2 separate regions of the Anas platyrhynchos genome follow, and region 2 is linked to region 1. A link is a contact called in public Hi-C data. All regions are on one chromosome and are shown on one strand. Each heading gives the region's core, a stretch centred on a gene start, on an enhancer-like site or on the middle of the called end of the contact. The rest is flanking DNA. Distances are from core to core; before and after follow the strand shown.

Region 1 (6,634 bases), core at 1,752-4,251:
CGTCCCGGCGCAGAGCAGGGCTCCCGCTGCCCTGGCCAAGCTACACCCACACGCCTCATTTTCCTTATTTTCCAAGATATTTAACCCCATCTGACACCTGTAAGAGGTCCAGGTTCTCTGCAAGGTAATGAACACACTGCTCCCTGAGGGACAGCTGAGCAGCTCAGGCAAAAAAGAGAAGCCTGGAATTCTGAGTAACTTTTTTTTCCCTAAAAAAGCATGGATTACTAGTTACTGAAGCCTAACACGACTATTTTGGCTTCTTTATTGCCAGATTTACTTGTAAAAAAATCACAAACTTCTGCCTAAGTGAGAAATGAAAGAAAAGGCTTCCTCATCAACACGCAGACAGGCTCAGGAATAAGCAAGTGACGTGCTGCGCAGAGCAAACCCGGGCGCACCCGCAGCCACAGGCTGCCACAGCCGGCGGCCCCAGCAGCACCGCGCTCCCCGTGCCCCACGGCTGCCTGGCCTCGCTCTGCAGGGCCGCGGGTGGCAGGCGAGAAAGCGACCAAAGGCAGTGTCTGCTGGGGCACTCGGGCAGAGAAGGCTTTTCGGGGAAGCTGCAAACACCAGATGGCTCCCCCGGGAAAACACAAACAAACACAAAACCACGGCGCGCAGCGGAGCCATGGGCTGCAGATCGTGGCGGCTACGTCAGGGTGCCGGCAGCTTCGTGCTGCCTCCCAGTAACTACAGCACGGCTGCAGACAGATGAATACAAATGCAGCTTCCGTGCTGCCACTGTGGTCAGAATGACACCTTGTAAAAGCATGAGTGACTCCAGTGATCCGCTACCCAGGGACGTGAATGGAGAGTGGCCAGGCGGGGTCCCCGCAGTGCCAGCCCCACTGGGGCAGGGGAGCTGTGCCCGCTGCCAGGGCCGTGCCGTGCTGGGGGTACCAGCGGAGCAGCCCCCGTTACCCATCGCTGGGGATCGGTCGTGCAGACTGCAGCTTGCACTTGAAACAGCCCAAATTCTATGCTTACAGCAGCAGCAAGCGGCTGAGCTGAAAAAACTTCCCAGGTAGTCTGAGGAAAGAAAAAATTCACCTTCGGTACCCCATTACAACGCTCAGGTCGGTGCCCACCACATCACCCTGCTCAGCACGCGTGCGACCAGGCATGGCGGGGACACTTGTGCCACAGGACCCATCAAGCAGACACAGCTTCTACCACAGGAGGAGGCATCCCATTTTTCAAACACCTTAGGAAAAAGGTGTTTGGCACTCAAAGGCAGCATCAGGTTTCAGCACTGGCTGCCAGAATTTTTGCAAGGAACTGTCCTTCAGGCTTTCCATGCACCTCTGTTTTCCGTGCACAGAAGACTCTGAAGTTTTCCAGGAGAACTCCCTAAAGAAGTGCTCTTCTTGTTTCCCCTTTCAGCTGATCCATGCCAAGAACAAGCAGTATTTGCCAAGACCAAAATTCCTTTGCAGGGAGGCTCCCCTGTGACTCGCCAGTGCCGCGCTCCGTGGGCTGGTGCTGCACCTGCCCTTGGGCAAGCTGTGCCCTGGCCTCACGCTGCCTGCACAACCCTGCAAACCTGAGCAGGGAAGGAAAAGCACCTCCCAAAACCTCCGTGTGAGTATGCAGTGTGATGTTAAGCTGATGTCTGAGCCTTTGTAAGATCAAGAGTTGTTGTTTTCATGCCGTTCAATCCCAATTTAGCAGTGAATTATTTCCTACTCTGTATACATTCCTGTTGCGAAGCCACCTGTAGCTGTGGGTACCATTGCTTGCTTCATGCAAATTTCAGTAAAGCCACCCAAATCTCTGGCAATGACGAGGAAATCATACGCAGCAGTGAGCTGACGTATGAACAAAGCATCCCTGCGAGATCTCCATCTCACACGACGTGAGAAGCATGAACTGCGGGCACTGTGACAGGAACAGGCATTTGAAGAGCTGACCCTTGTTCCCCCCGCAGGACCTGGGGGTCCACCCGTGGCCAAGGGGCATCAGGCACCCCGGACATGTCCTCAGGCAGGGAGTGCTGGGCCAAGAGCTCTGCCCGCCTGCCCCAGGCTTTCCCCATGGCTGGGACCCACGCCAGAACCCACAGGCACCGGGGCAGCCGTGGGGTGGCATGGCCCCAGCACCACTGGGGAGGCACAGCCAAGTTCTTGAGGAGAGCCTGAAACTTGCCATAGGGTGATCAAATGCATTGGGTGGTAATGCCATGAAGAGCTCCCTAAAACGCACAGAAATTAATTGAAAATGAGATAAGATAAAACAACCTGAGTATCCAATAGGCACTAAAAATAAATTGCTTTCCCATATCAGGAAAAAGTTATTTCCCCACAACAGAACACATACATGAAACCTCAGACAAAACAACCTTGCTTAGGGTAGCAGATTCATGAATGATTCCCAGCAAACACACTAATACGTTTTGAAATACACAACACAAACCAGAATTTGTCCCTGTACCATAAAGAAAGAAAAAAAAAAATTAGAAAGGTAAAATATTTTTAAGCAGAGAAAAAATACATTATTAGATTTAAAGTTATGGTAATCTGAACTACATACATAATCTTTTTAATTCAGGCCTTTGTAGCAATGTACTATAACAGGATAATGTTTGTTTTTACTGGCTGCTACTTGCCCTGCAGAAATCAGGAGCCATTGTGCTCGTTCAGGAGGAGGATTTCCTCTAGTAAACTTGCCAGTACAAAAACAATCACACATTCCGATAGCTTTATTTGGTTATAAGAATGGTAAACTCGTAAGGCAGTATGAGCTATTCCATAGAAAAAGATTAGATGTAGGCAGCCCAAGGTTCACCCATTTAAAGTAACACAAGTTCGAAAGTTTCCATTAGCTGATTATAGGAAATAAGACATAATTATTTTCTTGGCTTTTTTTTTTTTTTTTAAAGGAAAAAAGAGAGTCCATTTTTTTTTTCTAAAGCTAGCTTGCACCAGCTACCACAAGGCACATGGAAATGGCACATTTTAATGATTCAGACATTTGAGTCATTTGCCTTATAAGCAGAGGATCGAGGTGTAACACAGCCCAAGCTCCCACGCGTGCATTCCCCTCGTAGCCTGCTGCAGACTGGCTCCTGGCTGGTAGTCTGGGTTACATTTGATTCCATACTTTCATTTACACAGGACATTTCTGAGTACTTCTGCTTGTAAACCAGCTTTATAGTATAGTATTTTTGCACATTATCTCACATTTGCTGCATCTGCAACAATTTATATGACTAGAAAAGGGAGACCTTGTAAAAGCTTATTGATTTGAATAAATATCTGAAGTACACTTCAGGGACCTGTTGCTGAAAAAGCAGAAGGAAGCAATATAGCACATCAAAGCACTCCTATTTCTAATTTTATATTAAATTTGATATTGAGATGCTTATTAAAGCAGTATTTTCCACTGCAAGATACACAGTATATAATTTTCTTTGAAGAAGTTCTAAACTTCTCTAAAAACCCTCTAACAGCTTGCTAATGCTTAGCATGCAGCTACACGTTCTACACGTTTTATAACACACACTCCTATAGAATCCCTCTGAATGTATCTTAGCAAATCACTATTAATCATACATAGCATGAATAAGTAGCAATCTTGTAAGCTGGATACAGTCCAATTATATTTTAATATTCACTCTATTAAGGAAAAAAAATCAGACTGAGTAGAAACCAGAGGAACCCCCTAACAAATCAGTGATGCTGCTCAGACGTACCTTACAGCATGGAGCTGAGTGTTCCCCTGTTAGATCGACAACACGACAGTGTTACACCACGATGGGGCCTCAAAGCAACCAAAACCCACGGGAACAATGGTCTGAGCTCCCAGGCGGTCTGCATGGTGCCCATCACAGCATCGCCCCAGTTCCTCAGACACCCCACTGCTGCTTCTCACCTTGCAAACAGAAACCCCTTAGGGAGAGCGGCTCTCTGCTAAGCTGACAAAGCCCAAGCCGTGCCTGTGGCTGCAGCTGGAGACATGCAGGCAGTCCTGTCCGCAGAGCCAGGAGCTGAGCCAAACACCCCCCCTCCCTCTTCACCCCTTCCACCCCACCAAACCCATGGGTGCAGCTCCCCAGCCTGCCCCTCACCCTCCGCCGCCTGCCCCAGGGCCCTGCACCAGAGCACCACCGGCATTTCCTGGCCATCACCCACCCAGGGTTCCCCAGTTCTCCGTGACACTCTCATAGCTCTTCTCTTGCTTCCTGAATTAGGGATTCTGAAGCTGAATTGTAACTTTATACTGCATAGTGTCACCTCAAAGGTATCATAGCCACCATACTATGTCAATCCTGGCACTCCGTAAATTCTGGGTTATGGACCAGTTAGAGTTTAACACCTTATGCTGTGAGAATGAATGCTGCACATGTGTACCACATGTCTTTAAAATTCATGTGTCATTTCAAAAATATAATTCTCTACAGCTGAATTAGACAATGATTTAAAATAAATAATTTCAATCTGTTCCTGCTAACACACATGTAAGGCTCTGCAGTCTACAGAAATAAAATGAAAGCTAAATGTGAACGCTAAGCTTGAGCCTGGGGCAATATTTTCTCCCAGCTAATTTAGAAAACTATAAAGGTAATATTTTATTATGGAAAGAGTCATGTGCTTTCACCACTAGCTTTACTGCTGTTGTTTTTGTGCGTAGTGCAGCTCTTTTCTAAACTTTCTATCATGCAGTCTCATGGGCTGTACGTAACACCAGCTCAGGCTTCAGGTTCAACAGCCAACACGTGCCGCATTTCACCTCCTTTCTTTCCCTCACGGAGGAAGAGAAGAGGTTTCTCATAGCAGGCTCCTGGATAACGACCCTGCCTGGAGGGCAGCCCTGGCAGAGCGCTCGCTGCAGACACTGCGGTGGGAGCGAGGGGAGCTGAGCAGCTCCAGGGAACTTCACGGGAGCCTCATGACAGAGAGCAGCTACGGGCCTGGAAAGGAGCACAGCCTGGCAGGTGCAGAAGAACGAAGGAGGACGGGTAGAAGCAATTAGGAAAGCGAAACAACTGCACGGCCCTGGAGATTCTTTAAAAGCTGTATGTATGTAAGGAAGCGGTGGAGAACAGCGTTACCTTGCAGGGGCGAGAGACTCATGTTCTGCTGGGCCCTGCTCAGCACGCACGGGATGCTCGGAGCCTCCATGTTCCCCAGCTCACAAACACAGGTGGCATTTCTGAGCTTGGGACACACACACACAGCACACACACCTCCAGGGACAAGTATGCACTGTATGTCACCAAACTAATGGTAAGAAAAGTCTACAGATGCGCACATGTAAAAAGCCTTAAGGGAAGAAAAGAATTAATCTAATTATTACTACCAGGTATTTACATAAAGAATGGAAGGGATAACAACAGTAAGTAGCTGTTAAATGACCTGGTTAACAAAAGCTTGGTGGGTTCATTTTTCCGTCTCCTAAGGATCCCTTCTATAACGCTACTGGTTGTAACAGATGATATTAGAGGTCACATTGGCAACAATGGGTTTTTAAATCATGCTTTATTACAGTCCTCCAGTTACGATAATGCATTGTGGCCTGCCCTCCGCTGGGGCACGGTGGCATTCCAGCTCTGACTTCATTTAGAGCACAGTGAAGAATCGCAGTTTAATTTCAATGCAAAAAAAAAAAAGACTTCACCAGGCTGATCTAAAAACACAGTAACATGTTTCCAAATTTCAGGTATGAATGTTGGTAACTTCCTTCAACAATACTGAAATAAAAGGTGCTTTGCATTTACATGTCACTGACCCCTCATCTGTGTTTTTAGTATGTGACATGCGATTTGCTTATCTCATTCTAATCACTTGCCATCTGCTTAGGGATCTCCTTTGCTTCATTGCTGTCATGCTTTCAGAGTCACAAGGTAGTCCTGACAAAACAGGAGGAGACCATACACAGACCTTCAGAGTCTGTGGACAGAAATACATGCCTTTAAAAACGTCTGATTTACTCAACATCAACCACTCATACAAGCAAGAGTATTGCTCATGCTCATATGCTCATCAAGTGAATTTTTAGTCAATAGTTTCTATCCTAATACTATTACTCAATTTTGTTTTTACATTTCATCATCTGCAAATTCAGTTTATTGAAGATCATGAAAATTTTCCCCACTTCCTGACCTCAGTGTTAGACAAGTCCAATAAAACTAATTTGTATGCCACAATGACTTCTTCCATTTGAAATTAGCTCAAAAGACAATTGTGTGGGTTTGTAAACATAGCAAACAAATTAAATTGGTACAGAAACCACACTCTCCTGCGAGCTTACACATCTGACATGCTGCAAGCATCACTGATTGCAAAGAAGTAAAACCACGTTCCAGAGATGAGCTTCACCCTTTCTCAGGAAAACCACATGGCCCTTGCTGCTGCCAGGCTGCCCACGAAACACTTCGCCCAGCCCAAAGGGCAGCTCTTGCTGCAGCCCCAGAGGAGAGGGCTGACTGATGGAAGCAAAGAGGCAAGTGTTAGGCTTGGGACAGGCTGAGTGGCATTCACCCTCTGCTCAGATGAATCATTCTAAGTATTTAAATGTTTCATAGGGTAGACTCCCTTTTAGAAGAGATTACTCAAAGTCGAAGTAAATCCATGGAAATAAATACTCCTTTCTACTCTCTCTTTATCTGTGATAGTATCTTCCTAAGAAGCTA
Region 2 (6,634 bases), core at 2,090-4,589, 41 kb before region 1:
AGGCTGGGTGCTGACGTGGCCGTTTCACCCTTCAGCCTGCGAGCCTCCCTGCTCAGCTCCGCTCCCCTGCCCACCCTTCCCTTGCGCCTGCTGGTCACTTTGTCATGGCATTAACCACAAACCAGGAGCCTGGGTGCAACCCTCAGATCCTTGCACACGCCAGATTAATTAGCGAGATCAAATCTGAGCTCAATTACCAGGCATGGAGAACACTCCTCGTGCCACCTCCCCGCGGCGCCGTGCCGCTGCTCCCCGCTGCAGGGCACAGCACGGCTCCGCTGCTCCCCGTGGGGGACAGGCACAGCTGAGAGCTCCCCGCACCACGTCCCGCCAGCCCAGCGCCTGCCACGTGCCGTCTGTGAGCATCCAGCGGCCCCAGCACTGTGCCCGGCCTCGCTGTGCATCCTGCTTGAGGGCAAACAGAAAGGGATGCCCCTCCAGGCGCCCAGGGCAGGGCAGCCTGCAGCAGCCTGTGCAGTGTCAGCGTGGGTCGTGGGGTGGCTGCGGTGCTGGGGCTGCTCCTGTGCCTGCTGCGAGGTCAGAGGCAGCGCCGGCAGCGCTCCAGCCTGTCCCTGTCCAACAAAACCCTGCACAGAAAGCAGAGAGCACCCTATTTTGAATACATTCTGGCCTTACATTTAGTTTGTAGCAGGCGTATTCTAGCATAGCAAAAACACAGTGCCCAGGAGCACAGGGACACTTGGTGTGATTCAGTTCAACACGTGAACAGTCTCAGGCAAGCCAGGTAACCGTGTGCCTCCAGGTATCACGTAAAAGCTCCAAATTAGTTAACAACAGCAAAAAGGAGCAATAAGAACTGTGTGACTACGCTTTACTCTGGGCAAGAAGTGCAGCGGCTCTGGGGCCATGCTATTTAAGATGGCCAAGCCCTACACTGAGCACTCGCTGCCCCCAGAGCCCGTCCCGTCCCGGGGCAGGCGGCGTGGCACAGGGCCCGCTGCCCCGCGGCCGGCACCGAGGGAGCCTGCAGCCTGCGGGGCAGAAAGCACCCGGAGATCCCGCACTGAAGCCCGCGAGCCCTCCGGCCACGTTCCAATTAACGTTCCTCGTGCTGCGTGGCAATTTTAGAGGCTTGCATAATGCCCCAAACATCCATCAGAACTGTCTGCCTCCGCTATTTTTATCAGCTTTCCCCTCGTATTTCCCACGTGGAAGATTCCTCTCTGCCCTCTGCTCAGCATCTCAGCTTACCTCCTCTTGCAGCAACACCTGCGCAAGCTACCGACGTTGAACCACGCAGCGAGGCGCCTTGATAAAAGCTCACAAAGATCACTGCTTTCCCTGAATTCTCACTCGTACCTTTACAAACTCATTTAAAAATAGTGAGCACGAAAGTTAAAAATCCTAGTCTTAAAAAACAGAATATTTGAACAGAGCTTCTGAAAAGATTTAAGGAAAATGAAGTAATTTCTACACTTACTGTGACAAAAGACAGAGTGCTAACAAGTTGTAGAAAACAAAACAAAAACCCCAAAGCAATAATTCTGTCAGTCATGCAGAAAAATGAGTGAAAGAAGTTCAAGCTACTGCACTCGAGATACCACCATTAGCTGTATTTAATTAGAAGAACGGAGCAGAGCTGTGCCTACTTTCCGCAAAAAATCACATCATAAAGGTTAATTTATGGAATAGATTGGCACAAATAAATACAGGGGCTCAGTAAAATGCTGATAAACAGCAAGATACGCTTCCGGGGGCTTTCTTCTAAGCAGCTGGCAGAGCTAAGCCATAAAAGCAAGTGTCTGCACCCCCAGAAGAACATTTTTAACTGTTACACATCAAAGGCTGAGGAGCACATAATTGCATTATTAATATCACTGATTCACTACCTTTTCTTTTGCACTGCCTGGGAAGAAGCCTCAAAGTCATTTTAAGTTCTGCCTACGTACCGAGCACCGAAGGGTTCCCACATAGAGCCACATATAGAAAGGATCGCACTTCAAAACAAAGGCACACACCCGGAGACAAAGCCCCCGTTCAGGCACTAACGAAGCTTCCAAACACGGCAAGACGCAAGTTTTGTTTGGATTTTTTTTTTTCCCCAGTTTCTGAGAGTCACAGAAAAAAAAACAAAAAACAAACTACCAGTTTGTTTCTCCTGAGTAAGCCAGGCCGTGTTTCTCAGCCCACGGGGCTGGCAGGAGCTCCCTGGCACGGAGAGCAGAGGGCACGGCACCGCCGCAGCAGGAGGGAGAGGAAGGGCACACAGAGGAAGGGCAGCTCTGGGGCCATCGGGCCGCCTCTGTGCGGGCAAACCCAGGCACACGCCTGCACCCCAGCGCTCGGGCACGTGCACTCACACAGACACGTGGTGCATCTGCTGCTTGTTTGGTAGGGTTTATTTGTTTCTGGTTTGTTTTCTTTTTCTCCAGTGAATCCAGGCCTAATTACGGTTGCCTTCAGCTTGGCAACCTGCTTGGAAAACCTGACAGATGTGCCTGCTCCACCGAGCTGCCACAGCCTGGCAGACTCCTCGGTCCGCACGGGTAAGGAGGGATTAGAGACCTCGGATGTGCCTCGACCCTATTAGTGCAGCGAGCTCTGCCCTCTCCGACAGCAGCTGCCCCCAGCGCGGGAAGCCCACCCCGGTGAGGAGCCCTGCTCCCGGCTCTGCCCCCGGCCCACCACCCCGCAGGGCTGGGCTGCGCAGGCGAGCCGCGGCCGCTCTGCCTTTTTTAGAAGGAACGATTCCCATTAACTTCTCTGGAAGGACTGGGCCCGCAGCCCAAAGCCGGACTGGGTTCCCAAGCCCTTACTCAGCCTCCCGAGCCAGGCCGGCCCTGGCGGCAGCACAGCACAGCACAGCACAGCACAGCACTGCACGGCGCAGCACAGCCCCAGCCAGAAGCCGTGCGGATGGGGCTGCAGAGGCCCCGGCCCCGCTCCTGCTGCTGCCGCTGGCCCTGCCGGCACGGCGAGCCCACGGGGGCTGCGCAGGGAGCGGTGCTGTGCTGTGTTTCACTGTGCTGTGCCGTGCTGTGCTTCACGCCCATGGTGCCCAGCAGCGGGCACGCACAGCTCCAGCACTGCTCTGTCTCGGCGTGCAGTGGCTGCAGAGTGCACACACGTGCCATCGTGCTCCCCATGCAAGTGTGAGCTCACAAAGAGCCACCCACCCAAGTCAGGAAGTGTTATTTACAGGGTCTGCAACATTTTAGTCTCCTTTCCAAAAAATACCTGCTCTAAGTTCAACCCCAAGGCCTATTGTGCTTTGCCAGATGATCCGTGACTGTCTCATGACTTATTACGTTGTTATCATCACTAAGCTTAATAAACAGGGCTGCTAAGTCTATTAATCTTCTAAAACACCAAGGCTGAAACCGTAGAAACAAAACATCTTACTACGAGATACGTAAAATGTGGTACAGTGCGATAAGGGGGATGTTCAGTGTGCGCTGCTCTTCTTTGTATGCAACTGCAAGCAAGAGAGGCACTTTGCAAGAACCAGCTCCGAATGTAACCATACTGACAAGTGGTTGAGTGGAAAAAAAATTCCTTTTATGACAAGTATGTAAGTGAAAAAACCTTCCTTTTACAACAAAAGCCTCTGTGGGAGGCAGGCAGCAAGGTGTGCTTCCAGCAGAAGAACCCGGGCTGTATTCTGAAATTTCAGCTGCCACCTGCAGACCCAGACAAAGAACCGACACCGTGCGGCGAGCCCAGCGGGGCGGGCTGCGGGACACCTCACTTCTCCAAACAGCAAGCAGCACGCCGCTCAGACCTTGAGCTGCACGGCACTTCTTGCTGTTTGCTGTGCTGGAGCTCACCTGATGCAGCTACCAACGCGCACAGCGTGCACATGCACACCCCAAAACGCCTCCGTTTGGTGTCTGTGCCGTGCCGTGCCTCGCGCCCCTGTCCGCCAGGCTCACCAAAAGGAGAACGCGGCTGCGGAGAGCTCACGTGGCTTTGGTTTGCCCTGTCCTGGCTTCCTCGGTTTTTCTGCCTAATCTGTAGATTCAAACGCAAATTACCTCTGAGTGCACTCCTCAGCATCCTAGTGACATAAGTACGTCTTTAGCTTATAAGCCGCTGCCTCTAATTAATAGCAAGCAGCAATCAGCCCATTGAAAACTGAGCTGCCTTCAGCAAGCACATGCTTAGGCCTCAGTGAGAGCTAAGGGATGAGATCTGCTGCAGGCTTTCCCTTTAGAGTACATTGAAAAGGGAGCTCTCCCAGATACCTCAAAAAAGGACTTTTCTAACATCCCCACCTCAATTGGAAACATGGGCTATCTCACTGGGTAGTGCTGACAGCACGCAGATATTTTCAAAATAATTGATACCAGAGGAAAAGCGATCCTCCTGATCCAGAGCTGGACTTCACGCCGGGGTCAGCACACACCAAGCCCCATGAAGCCATCGAACAGCCCAACAGGCACGGACAACCTCACGCACCCTGACCTGTACCAGCTCGGGTGGTGGCCACCAGAGGCTGAGGGGGGATTTCAGGCCAGCCCCCGAGGCAGAGGAGTTACTGCTGCCTCCAAGCAGGGCACGGCAACGTGTACCAGCAGTTACTCCTCTGCAACAGGAGCTGCCACTGGCTTCGCTCTCCAGAGGAAGCCAGGACAGAGGCCAGCACAGGGCACCACCCGCTGCAGGTGGGATGGGATGGGACGGGATGGGAGGGGATGGGGCAACACCGCTCACTTCAATGCCTGGCCAGGAGCTAAGCCCCATCATGAACCGCACCCCCCTCACCTTCCAACTTTTTGCACTAAACGTGTATTTCGTTGTCCCGGGATGCATTCAAGTTCCACACAACCGTGATGCAATTTTAAGAGTCCTTTTCTCTGTCCCTGTAAGCTGCTCCAAACTTTCGCTGCCACGATGGGAACTGCAATCGCACACCCTCACGGCAGGGCAGGCTCCAAACGTCACCAAGGACAGCACCAAAAAAGCACTCACATGTTTATCCTTCTGGTAAATAATTACGGGCTCACAGGAAGGAAATGCTGCTTACTTTGCTGCATTACTTGGGAAACTGAGTTTACAATATGTAATTGTTAATAAAAAAATCTGGGGCAACTGCTCTAAAGCCCCCAGAAGCACAAGCAGGGGGGGCTGCTGTGTCCACCGGCAGGGAGCAGCCACGGAGCTGACAGGGGGACGTTGTGCAGTGAGAGGAGCCACCGAACCTGGGGCAGGCGTCCCTGCCAGCCCTCTCCCCCACAGCTGCTGGCCCTACAAACCCATTCATGAAGCCTGGACCCGCACACAGCAGGGATCCGGGCCCTCGTGTGGTGCTGCTGTGCCATGGGGTGCTCCAGACCCACACCACTGCCGCCAGCTGCCCGCCAACACGGGCGTCCTTCCACTCACACTGGAAAACCCTCATAAAAATATACAAAATACAGCACAGTAAAAGTTCTTCTTGACAGCAGTGGCAAGATTTTGTTGATAAATGCTCATAATTACAGAAGTCATCCTCAGCATGGGCAAATACTGTAAAAAAAATAGAACTGACAGCAAAAGGGAACAACTTTATGCAGCTCTATCTTAACGAGCTGATCTTGGTTAACAGCAAAATTACCTTTCCATGGCATTTGCATTTAGAATGTGCATAATGCAAAGGAAAACACCCATTATGCCTTTGAAGGTGATGAATTGTTACTTGATGGTGTCTGTTATAACCCAACGTGTGCCACTTCCTTGGTGTTGGCTCTGGCAGAGAAGCGAGGGCCCCAGTTCATCCACACAGTTCCCAAGCAGCAATCATCCACTGTTCCGGGCGTCAGGAGGCGCTGAGGCTCATCCTCCTAATTACAGGCATCCCTGTGCTGCTGCCACCCCTGCACTCACTCCGAGGAAGCTGAATAAAACAAGTCCTCGAAGGAAATAAAAATCGAGAGGATGCAGCGAGGTAACACGGGCAGCTTGGTGAAAGAAAGCACCGGTGGTACGGGCTGCTCTCAAATGTGCATCAGCGTGGGATATTTGTCACGGAGGGGCCAAAAAACGTCGGCTTATTCAGTCCTTGGCTCACCACAGGAAGCAGAATGAAGTTAAACTCGGTAGTTATTACCAAGTATTACTAGTAAATGATAAACAGCATCTCTGACTTCATGCAGCGACCGAGGACCGGAATCCGAGAGGTGGAACCAGGCAGGGGAAGCCGACCTGCCTCCAGAACTGAAAACGAAAGCCTACAGCTCAGGTTGGAGCAGCTCCTTTCACACTTGCTTAATCTTGAGTACCTCCTGTAAACTTCCCAAAGCAGGATGAATCAACGTCAGCTCCAGTTTAAGGAAAGTCAGCAAATCCCCCGGAGATTTTTCCATGGAATCCCAGACCTGCAGGCACGGCCACGCCACCCCCACACAGCCCCAGAGAGGCAGCGGGACCTGGCGCTGCTCCTCGCCCCGGGGCCAGCCTGGGGAGGTGCCCTGGCACAACCGCCTGGCACCCTGCTGCCTTCCCGTTCGAGCACCGTGCCCAGGAGGAGGTTTTGGTGATCTGCATCTGACCGGCAGGCCCCCACCCCAGCAGCGCACACTCAGGAGCAGGGCAGCCCTTGGCCACACGTGCCTGCAGGAGGAGGGGGCACACAGCCTGCTCTGCAGCCAGGCAATCACACGCCAGGGAAATTTCAAGGTGAAATTCCCTGCTT

The links. A called contact is a pair of places that touch in the nucleus more often than the background predicts.
Region 2: a Hi-C map of skeletal muscle shows a contact between it and region 1, with 1.6 times the contacts expected there. The contact joins two enhancer-like sites. A contact is called at or near these places in 2 of 8 Hi-C or Micro-C datasets (F5 follicle and skeletal muscle).

What each region holds. Positions count from the first base shown.
Region 1 is chr9:755,553-762,186 of IASCAAS_PekinDuck_T2T, reverse strand. No RefSeq gene overlaps it. Among named protein-coding and RNA genes, the nearest start is that of SUCNR1, 17 kb to the right of the region's middle. Within about 2 kb of position 3,001, at least 4 of the 8 cell types and tissues checked have an H3K27ac peak or open chromatin away from gene starts, as enhancers often do. A contact at or near this core is called in F5 follicle, where this site is marked.
Region 2 is chr9:796,531-803,164 of IASCAAS_PekinDuck_T2T, reverse strand. The region is part of intron 1 of MBNL1 (muscleblind like splicing regulator 1); the gene reads right to left. Among named protein-coding and RNA genes, the nearest start is that of MBNL1, 13 kb to the right of the region's middle. Within about 2 kb of position 3,339, at least 6 of the 8 cell types and tissues checked have an H3K27ac peak or open chromatin away from gene starts, as enhancers often do. A contact at or near this core is called in F5 follicle, where this site is marked.